Regions from separate parts of the Mus musculus genome. Here region 1 is linked to region 2. Evidence: chromatin contacts called from public Hi-C data. All regions are on one chromosome and are shown on one strand. The core of a region is the stretch at or near the end of the contact, and the rest is flanking DNA. Distances in the headings are between cores, read along the strand shown. Region 1 has its middle 14 kb from the start of Rmi2. Region 2 overlaps Clec16a (C-type lectin domain family 16, member A).

What was found. Hi-C and Micro-C count contacts between places; a contact is called where the count stands out from the background.
Region 1: a Hi-C map of uterus shows a contact between it and region 2. The contact joins two enhancer-like sites. A contact is called at or near these places in 1 of 15 datasets of contacts at CTCF or cohesin (CD8 T cells), 5 of 484 Hi-C or Micro-C datasets (Th2 cells, group 2 innate lymphoid cells, macrophages and 2 more) and 1 of 115 datasets of contacts at active chromatin or transcription factors (CD8 T cells).

Annotation. Positions count from the first base shown.
Region 1 is chr16:10,844,711-10,852,425 of GRCm38.p6, forward strand. No RefSeq gene overlaps it. Among named protein-coding and RNA genes, the nearest start is that of Rmi2, 14 kb to the left of the region's middle. Within about 2 kb of position 6,106, at least 83 of the 459 cell types and tissues checked have an H3K27ac peak or open chromatin away from gene starts, as enhancers often do. A contact at or near this core is called in uterus, where this site is marked.
Region 2 is chr16:10,709,236-10,716,082 of GRCm38.p6, forward strand. The region is part of intron 21 of Clec16a (C-type lectin domain family 16, member A); the gene reads left to right. Among named protein-coding and RNA genes, the nearest start is that of Gm15558, 29 kb to the left of the region's middle. Within about 2 kb of position 4,421, at least 29 of the 459 cell types and tissues checked have an H3K27ac peak or open chromatin away from gene starts, as enhancers often do. A contact at or near this core is called in uterus, where this site is marked.

The DNA.
Region 1 (7,715 bases), core at 4,856-7,355, 140 kb after region 2:
GTCCTTTGTTGACAAGCCCCTATGTAAAGAGGAAGAGGGTGGTCAAGGGCCGTGTATGGTGTGGAGTGCTTGTTTGGCATCAACAAAACCCTGAGTTTGATCCTCGAATCTCAGCACTAAGGAATTGGAGAATCAGAAGTTCAAAGTCGCCACGGGCTACATAGCAAGCCTGGGCCAACCTGGGCTACAGGAGACACTGTCTTGTTTTTGTTTTTGTTTTTGTTTTGTTCTTTTGTTTTTCAAGACAGGGTTTCTCTGTATAGCCCTGGTGGCTGTCCTGGAACTCACTTTATAGACCAGGCTGGCCTTGAACTCAGAAATCAGCCTGCCTCTGCCTCCCGAGTGCTGGGATTAAAGGCATGCACCACAGGAGACACTGTCTTAAGACAAAACAAAACAAAACAAAACAAACAAAAACAGGTTTGAGGACAGCCAAGGCTACACATAGAAACCCTGTCTCGAAAAACTGAAAAGTAAAAAACAGGATGGGGGAGAAGGAGTGGATATGCCTTTAGTCACAGTTAGCCACAATGACCTACATCAAGCAAATAGCTTTGAGCCTGTGTCTGAAGACACCGTTCAGGGGCTCCCACCTTGTCACACTGTGGGCTAGTTCTGGTTCCACCATCCCCTGCCTGACCTGGGGTTTGAAGGTCAGCCTTCAAGGTGGAGACTTCGAGGTGGTTCTTCCTTCAAAGGATGCTGCTGGTAGGCTCTTGGGAAATGGAGTTTGCCACCCCTCCTTCTGAGTGGGGAGGTCTCAAGGTTGTTTTAGAATCCTTGCTTGGCATCTCTGTCCTCCGGGGACTCACATCACACACACACACACACACACACACACACACACACACACACACACACACACACACACACACAGAGTAAGCTGTAGGAGTTTCAGGTTGAAGACAGAAGCCACAGAGTAAAGGCACAGTGCTCAGGAGCCTTGGCATTTGAGGGCTTTAAAGCTTCTATTTAGTTAGCTAGTTGTGTGTGTGTGTGTGTGTGTGTGTGTGTGTGTGTGTGTGTAGGTGGACATTTGCTGTGGCATGGGTGTATAAATCAGAGGATAAATTGTGGGTGTTGATTTTTGATTTCTACCGGGTGGGATGCAAGGTTCAAACTCAGGTCTTTGGGCTCGGTGCTAAGTGCCTTTATCCTCAGAGCCATCTTGTTGGCCTGGGTTTGAGTTTTTATTGTTATTGTGATTTTAGTTTGTTTGTATTTTGTTACTTTTTAAGATTTATGTGTGTGTGTGTGCCCCGTGCATAAGCATGAGGTACTGTGTGAAGGTAGAGGACTGCTTTCGGTAAACCATTCTCCCCACTGTGGGTCCAGAGAACTGAGTGTACTGCATTTGACCCCTACAGCAAGTGTTTTTACCCACTGAGCCCATTTGTGAGGCAGTTTCTCATAGCTCATGTCGTCCTGATGACCTTGGCAATCCTCCTGAACCCTGGATCACAGCTGTGCTCTTCTGCCTGGTTCTTACGTGCTGGAGATTAACCCAGAGCTTTATGCATGGTGGGCAGACACCCCGCCAACTGAGCTGTGTCTCCAGAGCAGGTTTTTTGTTTTTCCCTTGTTTCTCCTTTTCAGACAGGGTCTCACTACGTAGTCCAAGCTGGCCTTGATTCTCTTCCCTCAGCTCCTGAGGTATGTACTACTGTGCCAGCATTTTGGGTCCCTTGCAGGTGCTGGCATGAAGGCAGGAAAGTACTCTTCAGAGAGGAAAGATCTGGACGTATAAAAGGGCCATGGCAAAGAGTAAGTGCTAGTGTGCCTGGACAGTGACTTCCTCGATAAAGACACCAGCACAATTGCATACTTGGTTTGCGCTGAGCATCCTTTGCCTAAGAGGTGTGTCTGCTCGCCTTGCATTGCCCCAGCAGGCCACAGGGGCAAGTCGTGAGCTAGTAGGTGCCTGGTGGTGTTAGGGACAGTGTTCTTCAGAGCCAGCACCTTAATTCTTCCCTGTTGGCTCCTTGGGACTGCTCTAGAGTGGAGTATAGCACCCCCTGCTGCTTGGCCTGGGTCTGGTCTGAGCCCTAGGGAATGGGATGAGAGCCAGAGATCACAGAATGAAAAGCCACAAAATGAAGCAAAGGAACAAATAGGGCCACAAGAAATTTCACAGCCAACCACCCTGGGAGTTCTGCCCATTGTGGCCAGACAGGTGGGGGCAGAGTGGGGGAAGTTTGGACACCAGATGGGTTTCAATGGACTTGACATTCAACTCTAGTCCCTTTTATTAAGTGACTCACCTTGGGTGAGTCTCTTCATCTTTCTGAGCTCTTTAGGCTTTTTAGGCTGTTTAGGTCACTATGTAGAAGCTTAACTGAAACTCCTGAAGTAGCCCAGGTTATCCTCCAACTTGCAAAGATTGTCCTGCCTCTGCCTCTCAACTGCACCACCATGCCCAACTCTTATTGTTTTTATGAGCTATTATAATTACTATGATTGTTGTTGTTGTTGAGACTTCTCACAATTGTAGCCCTGGCTGGCCTGGAACTCACAGAAATCTGCCTGTCTCTGCTTCTAGCATGCTGGCATTAAAGGCATGCACCACTATGTCTAGTTATAAGCATTTAGAAGTATTTAGCACTTGGGCCTGAACCCAGGGTCATCCCAGGCAAGCACTCAGTCTCTGAGCCATCCCCAGCCCCTCTGCACCGTTTGCTTTCAGATAAGGTCGTACTAACTTCCCTGGGCAGCTGAGTATCTGGGATTGAATCTGAGTCACTAAGCTCTTTATAAGCAACTTCAAATTATTGTGGTTGTCCTCGTTATCATCGGGGACATGATATATATATATCATGAGGACAGGTTGCCAGTGCTTATAGGCAAGCTTACTGACCTGAGTTCATTTCAGGGAACCTACAGAAAGATGGGGGGGGGGAGCTATCCCTGAAAGCTGTCCTCTGACCTCCATATAAGTCAATGGCATGTGTATGCCCTTATATCCACATATAATAATAAATAAAATACAAGTTCAAATGGACAGACTTAGCATTATTATTATGTGCTGGGGATGAAACCTAGGGCTTCCTATATGTAGATGAATGCCCTACCTCGGAACCACATCTCAGCCCTCTGGGCTTATGTCTGACCTCTGTAGAGAAGAATGCCTGGGGTCAGAAAGAGTAAACGACTCTCTACTCTGCTGCTAAGGGAATCCAAGCAGTAGGTGACTTGTTGTTTTGTTTCATTTTGAAACAGGGTTTCTCTGTGTAGCCCTGGCTGTCCTGGAACTCAATCTGTTGACCAGGCTGCCCTCAAACTCAGAGATCGTCCTGCCTCTGCCTCCTGAGTACCCAGATTAAAGGTGTGTGCCACCACACCTGAGTGTGGCCTTTGTCATGAAGCCCCAGTGCCTGCTGGGCCCTGGGTCTGGAGACAATGGGAGGAAGATCCTTGGTTGCTGCACAGCTTGCCTTATCTCTGCTGTATGCATGCAGGCTCAGCTCATCGCAAGAATCACTTCTGAGGCTAAGGAATGTGGCTCAGTTAGTAGAGTACTTGCCTAGTGTGCGTGACGCCCAGGGTTCATTTCCCAGCATTGCATTAAACTGATCATAGTGGTACACACCTGCAGTCTCAGCGCTCAGGAGGTGGAGACAGGGGGATCAGAAGTTCAGGTCACCTTCTGCTCAGTGACTTAGATAGAGGCCAGCCTAGGCTTATAGAAGTCTTTTATTGTTTAAGTTGGAAAAAGTCCATTTTGCAACTAAGATAGTGTTCACAGGTTCTGGTTAGGGTGTCATCACAGGAGAAGAGGGCCATTCTGGCCCCTGGCTGCACAATTATCTCATAGCAAGGTTCCTGAATGCCTCCTCCCACTGTAGCATTAACCCACCTCCCCAGAGGTCATCTAGCTCAACTGAACAAGCAGGGATGTGGTGTGGACAAAGATCAGCCTAAGAAACAGAGGCCCTGTGCTGGGAAATTCAAAGCTACAAACACCTGCTCCTCCCTTCTGGCCAAATTGGGTGAGGAAAGGAAGGGCTTTGAAATCTCATTATTGACTGCACTTACCTACTTCATGCATATGTACATGCAGAGCTAGGAAGGGGGGCAGGAGGACCAGAAGTTTCAGGTCATTCTTGGCTACATTGCAAATTAGAGTTCAGCCTGGAATATATGAGACTATCTCAAAAAGAACAATGTTAGGGAATAGCAGAGTTGGTGATTGCTGTTTGGCTGGAATATTCGACTTTACCAGATGTTCTGGAACACACGTCTGGACTGTCTTGAGCTGTGTAGGATGACAGACTCATGGGGTTGCTGTTCTTGAATGTGGCTTGTGTATCTTGTGGGGTTGCCAGACACAGTGGATAGAATATACAGGCTGCCTTTCACAGGATCAATGGGATAGAAACTGTACCTCCACAGTGGGGAAAGCCAACAGACAGCCTTTTGCCAGATGATCTGGCTCTAATGTCACATGTCAGGGTGACCATAACTAAGCCCCAAGAGGCTGGAACCTAGGTTTGTTTCACTCCCGAACCAGTTCCCTTCTCTTACTTTGCTCCAGTAGAGCAGGGACTGTCCCACAGGGTCCTCGGGAATCTGGGTTGGCCCCATTACCCTGGAGAGGTGTGTGAGGACATGACATCTTCCATATGTCTGACCACTAGGATGATACAGCACACACCGCCATGCATGTAGTCACTTAAAACAACAGATTTCCCATCTCTGCTCCCATGAACCAAGTATCTCTCAGCATAGCTGGGTTCTCTGCTCAACCTCACTGGATGGGGAGGGGACCCAGAAAAAGTTTCGTCCTATTTGTTGACAGCATTTAGAACGCAAAACAATAGGACTTAGAGCTTGTTTCCTTGTCACTTATAAACTAGGGGTCCCCCAGAGCCCTCCTCTGACTTCATATCAGTATTGTGTGTCCAGCTCATCATCTTGTTTCTCAATTTCCTATCTTCCCTCTCTGGGCCCCGGGTTTAAAAGTTTTCCTTTCTTAAAGTAGTGTGGTACTTAAATTACACCAGTAAATATCTTTTCATTGGCATTTGAATACCAGGAAGAAGGTGGGTCTTTTGTAAGTGGGAGTCTTGTGTATAAAAGACTCTTAAGATCCTGCCACAGGACCTGCAGGAAGGACAACAGCATAAGGAGTTAATTCGGGTCTTGGAGGCAGTCAATGCTTTCAAATCTAGGCTCCACCACCAATCAGCAGGCTGCGAGCCTCTTGTCTGTAAAGTTTGAGCACACCGAGCTTGTTTAATTCACCTTGTTGGCTGGGGCAGACGTCCTGTTTGCTCACCTGTCACAGAGATCATAGATCCGCTTTTCCACATTCTTCAACTTGTGTGGTTGGCAGTGTGGCCCTTTAAGACCAGCAGGCTTGGTGACTCCTCCAGGATCTTGGCTTCTCCGTCTGGCTGGCTGCCCCAGACTTGGCACAGGGAAGAAATGTCAACAAAGAAAGGCCTTTTTGCCAATATGAATGTGCAATAAAACACAAATCCAATTCAAACATCAGTGCAACTGCACGTGTAGATGAGATCTGACTGAGGTGGGCTAAAGAGTGCAGCTAGAAGTTAGTTCTCACTTCCGCCCCCCTCAAAGGCTGGTGATCGAGGGAACATTTGCTGGTGGCTTCCTGATGGGAGCCCTATGTCTGTTTTTTTCCACACTCATGCTGATGCCCTTAAAAACCTTGTGAAATTATTTGTGGAAAAAAAAGGACGAGAGGCATTTTGGGTAATGGCAAAGCTGCAAAGGTTCCAACATGGGTGGTTTTATAGCTAATTGGAAAAACATGTTTCTTCCAAGTTGACTTAATCTTTTCTGCAGTGCTTGGAGCCTTGAGAGTTCCCAGAGACTTAAGGGTGTAATCGCTCCAGGGTGGTCACCCCAGTGATAGCAGGAGCAAAGAGCCCCTTCATGCCGTGCCAGCATGTGAAAGTGTTTCCAGGTCCATCTGGGGACCCTGTCAATAATAATGATTGGGGCATGGGCTAGGTGTTGGGGCTAGCAGAGCGAGAGGCCAGACTCTGGCTTGGAATTTAGTCTTTGGGGCGTAGACAGGGAAAGGAAGCTGTGATGCTGAAGGGTCTGAGATCTGTGGGCTCCCAGCCTCTGTACCACGTTCATTCCTTGGGCCTGTCACCCTTTGGCAGGGATATTTTGTTTTATTTATTCTCAGACAGGGGCTCTCTTTGTAGCTCTGACCATAATGGCATAACTATGTAGACCTGGCTGGCCTCAGACTCAGAGATCCACTGTCTGCCTCTGCCTTTGAGAGCTGGGATTAAAGGTGTATGCCTCCACACCTGGCTTGGCAGTTACCCTAAGACTTCTGAGTCAGAGGTCCCTACCTTCTCTTTCCCTTTGGGGTTCTCCTGTGCTGAGGATTCCTGGGGACAGACGATTGGCTGACCCACTACTACACCCTGGCTCCTCTGGCTCAGACCCTGGAAACACAAAGACTCGAGGCCTGTGTCTGGCCAGTGGCTGGTCTCAGTGCTCGGGTCTTAGTTCTCTTGGCTGCTGGGTTGGTGTATGTGAGTTTGGGGTAATGGTGCCCTGCAGTCCCCTGTTTCAGGATAAAATACAGGGCATGGAGCTTGCCCGTGAACAAAAGGCAGCCCTGCTGTTAGAATTTCATGGCTTTGTGGTCCGTTCCCCCCCCCCCCCCCATTCTTTCTTGAACTCCCAGAAGAGGCTTGGCAGGGAAGGAAGGGCAGTTTGGATCCCTGAGCACTGCTGGGGAATGGCCCTGCCCTTAGCTTGCTCTAGTCCTGCCCAGAGTCTGACCACGGAACTGCTGGTACGTAGGCCTCTGGCGTGGGCTGCTGGCCACCTCAGTCTGCTGGGAAGTGCCCCTGTGCTATGCTACTTTACTTGTTGCTGTTACAACCTGTCACAACCAACTTAAGGAAGGGCTTATTCTGGCCACCGTTGGAGGGCACAGTCCCTCGTGGTAGGCTTGGGGGCAGCTGGCCACATGGCATCCATAGACAAGAAACAGATGAATGGGGAGTGCGCATTTTGCCCCTTTTTACCCAGTCCAAGACTCGAAAATGAGATGGTGCCACCACTTTTAGGGTGCAGCTTCTCAGTTGAACCTCTCTAGAAACACGCCAGAGATAAGCTGACAATGAAAATTCACCAACACATGGGTCTTGTCCTGCTCAACACAGGCTGTGTGCTGGTGACAATCAGGACAGGCATGTTCCAAGGGAGGACAGACCTTAACCACAGCAAGTGTAGAGCCAGCCCTCCCCAGCTCTGGCCTCTCCTGACAGTAGTGGTCCCACCATGTGAGAGGTGGTCAGCTAGGACTTACAATAGCGGAAGGCCTGATCTCCAGGCTGCTTAAGGTGGGGTTAGGAAGCGGCCCTCAAACGTGTCTCCCCATGTAGAAGGGGAAGTCTCTCTGATCTTAACCTTTTTCTTTTTCCTTCTCACTCCAGCCCAAAATTTGATTTATTTATTATATGTAAGTATACTGTAGCTGTCTTCAGACACACTAGAAGAGGGCGTCAGATCTCATTGTGGATGGTTGTGAGCCACTATATGGTTGCTGGGATTTGAACTCAGGATCTTTGAAAGAACAGTCAGTGCTCTTACTCGCTGAGCCATCTCGCCAGCCCAGCACCTTAGTTTCTAATGTGGTGGGGACAACTAGTTTGCAGCCTTAAGGGTGTTTAACCACAAAGGGGCATTCTGACCGCTGGCAGACAACTGCCAAGGTGTGG
Region 2 (6,847 bases), core at 3,171-5,670:
ACAAACATCATGACCAAGAAGCAGTTGGGGAGGAAAGGGTTTATTCAGCTTACACTTCCATACTGCTGTTCATCACCAAAGGAAGTCAGGACTGGAACTCAGGCAGGTCAGGAAGCAGGAGCTGATGCAGAGGCCATGGAGGGATGTTCCTTACTGGCTTGCTTCCCCTGGCTTGCTCAGCCTGCTCTCTTATAGAACCAAGACTACCAGCCCAGAGATGGTCCCACCCCCAAGGGGCCTTTCCCCTTTGATCACTAATTGAGAAAATGCCTTACAGTTGGATCTCATGGAGGCATTTCCTCAACTGAAGCTCCTTTCTCTGTGATAACTCCATCTGTGTCAAGTTGACACAAAACTAGCCAGTACAGAGGCCAAGATATGACAACCACATGAGTTGTCAGAAAGTAGCAGGTTGATGCTTCACAGGAGTTATGGCAACCTTCCTGAATCTAAGAGCTTTAACCTGTGGAACCATCTTACCAGTGAACCACTGGGGCCTTCAAGAGCCAGGCTGACAGTCACAAAGCTTTTGGAGCAAGAAAATAATTGACTACCAGGGCCAGTCCACGTCAGGCTGTCCATGATATAGACCAGCTGGTGTCTGGATCTACTGATTGGACATAGGCTCAAAGCTGGGCATCCTTAACGTACCCACCTGTACTTGTCTCGTAGGTGAGGGCCAAGTTTTCTTTTTTATTGTGTTTGCTTATGGGGGCATATGATGTTGTTGTTTGTTTGGCTTTTTATTTTTTGAGGATTTTTTTTTTTTTTGAGACAGGATCTCACTAATAGTGATCCCTGGCTAGCCTGAAACTCAATATGTAGACCGGGCTAAACCTTGACTCAGAGATTCCATGCCTTTGCTCTTTAGTGCTGGGATTAAAGACATGTGTCACCATTGCAAAGCAGCTGTACTGGATAGCCTTTATCCAGCATGGATGATGGCTTTCTCATAACCACACAGGTAGAACCCCCCTTACCTAGGCTCCCCACAACCTATATATTCTAGCCCCTCCTAAGACACTCCCCCATGCCATAGGCAACAAAGGCAGCAATCCGTACATATGGCTAGGAGGAGTGGCCAGATTCTCGGGCAAGGGTCCAGTGACCCTTCCCTGCCTTTTCCTTTTAGAAGGAGAATTCAACAGTCTATAGGCCAGGGAAGCCCCTTCCTACTCAGCATTCTCCATACTGTTTCCTCATCTTCTCCCCTCCACATCCTGCTCAAACCATTACCCAGATGTTAACTGTGGAAGGCAGATCTGGGCTTTGGTGAGTGCTAAATTCCATCTCCTAGAGTCTAGGATCTGGACTCTATCCCAGGCATCTAGGTGGTGCTTAATAAACATTGGATGGGTATATAGATGCATACACTCACATAGAGGAAGATGGGTAGGAGATGGATGGATGGATGGATGGATGGATGGATGGATATGTAAAGGAGGTGGCTGGGTGAATGAATGAATATGGAGGGAAGGAGCAGCAAAACTTTAATACTCCATTGTATATTCCCTTGTATGTGTCAGCCAGTGTTCACTGGGGATTCAGGGGAAAGCCAAGCAGATCAGTCCCTTTGGATCATGGAGGCTCCAGAACTGCCTGTCATAATCAGTGCCCTGATGTGCTGTTCCAAGAGCTGGAATAATATTCAGGAAAGCACTGTTACCTGAACTTAAGATTCAGAAAAGCTTCTCTAAGGAGAAGGATCAAATCTAGGCAACATGTGTCCCAGACAAGGGAAGCTTGGCCCATAGGCTGCCTGGATCCCTAGTAATGAAATGCTCACTGCTTATGCTAGATTCCAACTCCTAGAGTGTAGAACCCTAGACTGTGATGCTCCACAGCTGTTTGGAGTGGCCAGAGAACTCCCTTTGCCACCACTGTGGCCAGAAAAGCTGGCCTGAGGTGATTGTCAGTCTTCCCCTTCATCCAAGAGCATGTCAGCACCTGGAATGTTGTTCTGTGTTGAATCCTGTTGGGAGGAATGTTCCTGGGCTGGACCTGACTAGAATGATACACACCATGCCATGTATAAGAAAGTGAGCAGCAAAGCAGGTTGTAGGGTTGAGAAGGGCTTGCGTGACTCCCTCAGAGAGATAGGGTACAGTGCCCTTCCTCCCTAGAAAAAGTCACATCAACCCTGTGAGTGAAAGCCCCTGGATGGACTGCAGTGGGGACATTGAATCAGTTAGATGTAGTGGATAACATTGTATCAGATGGATACAGTGGCATGCTCTGGTTATTCCAGAACTCAGGAGAGGAGGTAGAAATGCCAAGAACTTAAAGCTAGCCTGGGCTACATAGCACATCCCTTTCTCTGAAAAAAAAAAAAAAAAGCAAAACAAAACAAAAAAAAAACCATTGTGTTAAAACCACAATTACAACTAGCTGGGCTGTCACGAAGCCATCACCAGGCAGCACACAAGAAGTGGATTACCTCATCTGTGTCCCATTTAGGCCATATTTTCCTTAAAGACATCCAAATGTGAAAAAATAACTTGGAACCTGCTGTACATTCCAGGACAATCTGGAAACCCTGAAGCAGTCCAGACTCACCTGGCACTCTTCCTCTTCTAAATTTGCCTTTTTCCCAATTCTTTTTGACTCTGAAGAAAAAATCCTCTGTTCTTACCAGTAAAAGAGCCTCCTGTTCCCTTTTCTTTCCTGTAAGTCATGGTAGGCTTGTATTTCATACCTTTCCAGAAGTTGGTTGGTTGTGGTCTAACCTCAGAAGCATGGCTTCTGGGAATGACATTAGCTCCACTTCTATGAGCTTTAGTGAGACTTCAGAAGCTTGTCCAAAGCTCACGCTGTGGGCGTGGGACAGAAGATGGCAGCTGTGGTACCTGCTCACTGCTCTGGAAGCAACTTCAGGTCCTGAGAGGCAGAGTGCCAACAGCTCTGTCCAGTTCATACCAGTGGCTTTTAAAAAATAGCCCCGATGCCATGGGGGCAGTTAGGGCTGGGTATGTGCTAGAGGCCAAGACTCGAAGCCTGAAGGGCACTGTACCATGCTCCAGTGACTGTTTTCTGAGAGGTTCCTGCATCCAGCTGCCATGCTCATCTGCACAGTGACATATGACATGAATAACTTCACAGGGGTAGGCTTCACTTCTCTAGTACTTTCAGGGGATTCAGTCCATCGTGAGAGAAGGGCAGCTCACCACACTACATCCAGGAAACAGGACCATGTATGGACCAGCAAGATTACTTAGTGAGTAAAAGCACCTGCCACCAAGTCTGATGATCTGAGTGGAGGTAGGAGAATACTGACCCTTCCCTCCTGCTATGGCACGTGTGCATACATACACATGTGCACACACAAATATAGATTGACAATGAGAGACCTGTTCTGTTGGTTTCCCCTGCCTTTTCCATCTGTCCCCCCAGCCTATGGGATAGTGAATGCCATATTACCTAATTGTCTAATAAATGTCATCACAGACACACCCAGAGTATATTTACTAATCTCTTAAGGAATTTTCATCCCAATCAAGATGAACCATCACATAAACACTAAGTCTCAAGGACCCAGTCCCTATCCAGTGTCAGACATGACCCCATGTCTGTTTGTCCTTGTTGGAACACAGTGTTCCTGAGACAGACAGCAAAGCTGTTCACCTTGAGGTCACAGGATACTGGTCATAAAAGTTGGGGAAGAGGAACGGAGATGAGCTCTACCCATCAAAAGCACATCTCACTTCCTCCGTCCCCTTCTTACCTACTGTAGCCTAGTCAGTTGTCAGATCACTAATGGATTAATCCAGTATGGAGTGAGAACCCCATTGTTTTGTCCCCTATGGAGGCCTGCCTCTGACCATTTCTGCATTGCAGTCCAAGCCGTCCATATACAAGTCTGTGGGAGTTACTTGATATCCATGCCTTAAAATCACCACTTGGACTCCCTCCCCTGCAGTGCTGACCCTCCCTGAGGGTGGCCATGAGAACACATTTGCCTCCCAGGATACTGAGCAATTTGGATGATGAGCAAAGAGCTGGCAGCCACCCCAATGTAACTAGCAATGGGCCTCTGTACTTTGCATGTCTGACAGGTGATGTGCCCTGCACACAGGCCCCCAGGAGTTCCAGAAGGAGCCTCTGCTGCTTGCAGAAGGCAGGATGTGCTTCTATCCAAAGAAGTGCTTTGGCGATTATTTATTAATTGAGAAAGGGAAGAAAAAAATAATAGGGTTTCCTGGAAAGGGATAAAAGTTCAATATGATAAACTCCCGAAAAGCAATCAAAGGCCAGAGAGGGCAGGAAAATAAAGGACAGAGAGAGTTGGAGAGATGATGAATCAGAGTGGGGCACGTTAGCTGTCAGGAAAGGGGCTGTATTTCATAGCCATGGGGGCGGGGCAGCACTGCGGAACTGCCAGTGGGAGACTGCCAGGGCTGCAGGGCAGGGAGGCAGCTTGCCCCACAGAGGTCACCAAGCCCTGCTGACATGAAGGGAACAGATGGACCAGTCAGCTCTTTCATGTGACTACAGGCAGCATTGCCTTAATTTTTGTGCTTTAGTGAGTGAACACAGAAAATTACCTATGAAACTGCAGCTACAGGCAGCTCACTCCCAAGCACCCAGCACTCATTACAAGAGAGTTGCAAACACTGCAGGTCACTGCCTGTCCCTGCCCTCTGTGTGTGTGTGTGTCTGAGTGTATCTGTGTCTCTGTGTGTAGGTTGCCCAAGAGGCTCTTAAAAATCTTCAAACAGTCTGGCACAATGGCCTGGTGGGTAAAAAGCTTGCTGTACAACCAAGAGGACCTGAGTGCAGATCCCCAGCACCTGTGTGAAAAGCTGGCCTAGTTTCGCACACATCTTTGCACATAAACCTTAGCACTGGAGACAGCAGGAGGTGCGTGTGAACAAGAGGCTCACTAGAGTTCACTGGCCAGCCATCTAGCCAGTCCATGACTGCCGGGTTCAGTCAGAAATTCTGTCTCAAAAAATTAAGGCAAGAACCAGGCAGTGGTGGTGCAGGCCTTAGTCCCAGCCCTCAGGAGGCAGAGCATGTGGATCTCTGAGTTTAAGGCCAGCCTGGTCTACAGAACAAATTCTAGGACAACCAGGGCTGCACAGAGAAACCCCATCTTAAAAAGCCAGACAAACAAATGAGAAAAACAGACAAACAAACCAAATAACAACAAAAAAATAAGACAAAGAATGAAAATCAACCTCTGCCATACATACATACATACATACATACATACAAACAACACACAAATACACATATACTCCATTCTATACACAAACACTCACACATACCCAGATTAATACATTACAGAATACCCTGCAGGCTTCTCTGACTGTTCTCCTCAGTTACTCTACCCTAACACCCCTCTTTCCTGGTTTCACTGACCACTTTCCAGACCCTTCCCTATGCAGCTGCATTGCATATGAGCACCCACAACCCAGGGCCATAAGTCTTTCTCCACAGCTCTGAAATCTAAATAGCTCTGAAAACCAAAATATTTTTTTCTAACTCATTTGGTGGTGAAACCAGCCCTGAACTGTTTCTGAGCTGTGGTAGAGTTAATGAGAGTTAATGCTTGTTTCCTATGGAAATGTAATGTTTGGTTTCAGCTGACCAAAGCCCAGCTGTGGGCAAGACATAATTTGTGTGTGTGTGTACTGCTTGACTTTTAATACCTAAGAATGATGATTTCCAGACTCATCTGGCCACAGAGGCGCAGGATAAGGTGCTGTGGGCATCTCTACGGTGCTCCTGGTCTGCCTTGTGAAGTTATGGTGCTGTGGGCCATATCTCTATGGTGTTCCCGATCTGCCCTGTGAGTTTATGCATGCACACTTCTGCAGCACTTTCTAAGCTTGCTTTTCTCAGACCCTGCCATGAATTAGAAATCTGGGTTGTTATTTACATGTTATTTACATTCCTTTCTGTGGCTGCATAGTATGCCACAGTGGATACTTGACCCTTTTATCCAAGTGTCCAGTGCCCCTGACTTTCACTGCCCAGGCGGCAGTGAGTATCACTGAGCACACTGCTGTGTCTGTGATTCTTACCATGTAGCCTGGAACTCTCTCTGTAGATTAGACCAGGCTAGCCTTGGACTCACAGAGGTGTGTGTCACCACCCCTGCAGACGCCCTTGCTTTAACGTGCTGTGGCTCTCATTATAAAGCCCTCTTCTTCTTCGCCTCTCACAGCTGCACAGCCTGTTGTCTGTGTTTCCTAAGACATCTGTAACAAGATGTTATGAACTGGGTGGCTTCAACAACAGATGTTTGTTGTCTCACAGTTCTAAAGCCAGAAGCATGAGATTGGAAGGTAGGTAGGATTGGCCCCTTATGAGGGTGGAAGAGAAACGTGCTCCAGGCTTCTCTTTGGCTACTGAAGATTGCTGATGTCTTTGGTGTCATTTGGCATCTTATGCAAAAGATGACATTCTCTCTCTGTCTGCTAGTGACACAGCTTTTCACCGCTGTGACAGAAGGTTAGACAGAGTCACATTAAGAAGGAAGGCTCTGTCATAACTCCAGATAGGGGTCTCATTCCATAGGCACCTTGCTCCATTACTTGCAGGCCTCTGGTAAGGCAAGAGCATCATGGCACAAGGGCATGGCAGCTGCAAAGCAGAGAGAGCAAGGCAGAGACCAAGAACAAAGTGCTGCTAGGCCACACCCACAATGACCTCCTTCCTTAAGCTAGTCTTCCCCTGTTAGTTTCTATCCAGGCCCTGCTAAAGCCGTCCATCATGAATTCATCAGTGGTCTCATCCTTTGAAAGATCAAAGTTCTCACAGTCTAGTCACTTCCAAAGCCCACATCTGCACAATGTTTTGGGGACTATTCTGGCTATACAGTTCATCGGGGATATTTCAGGTT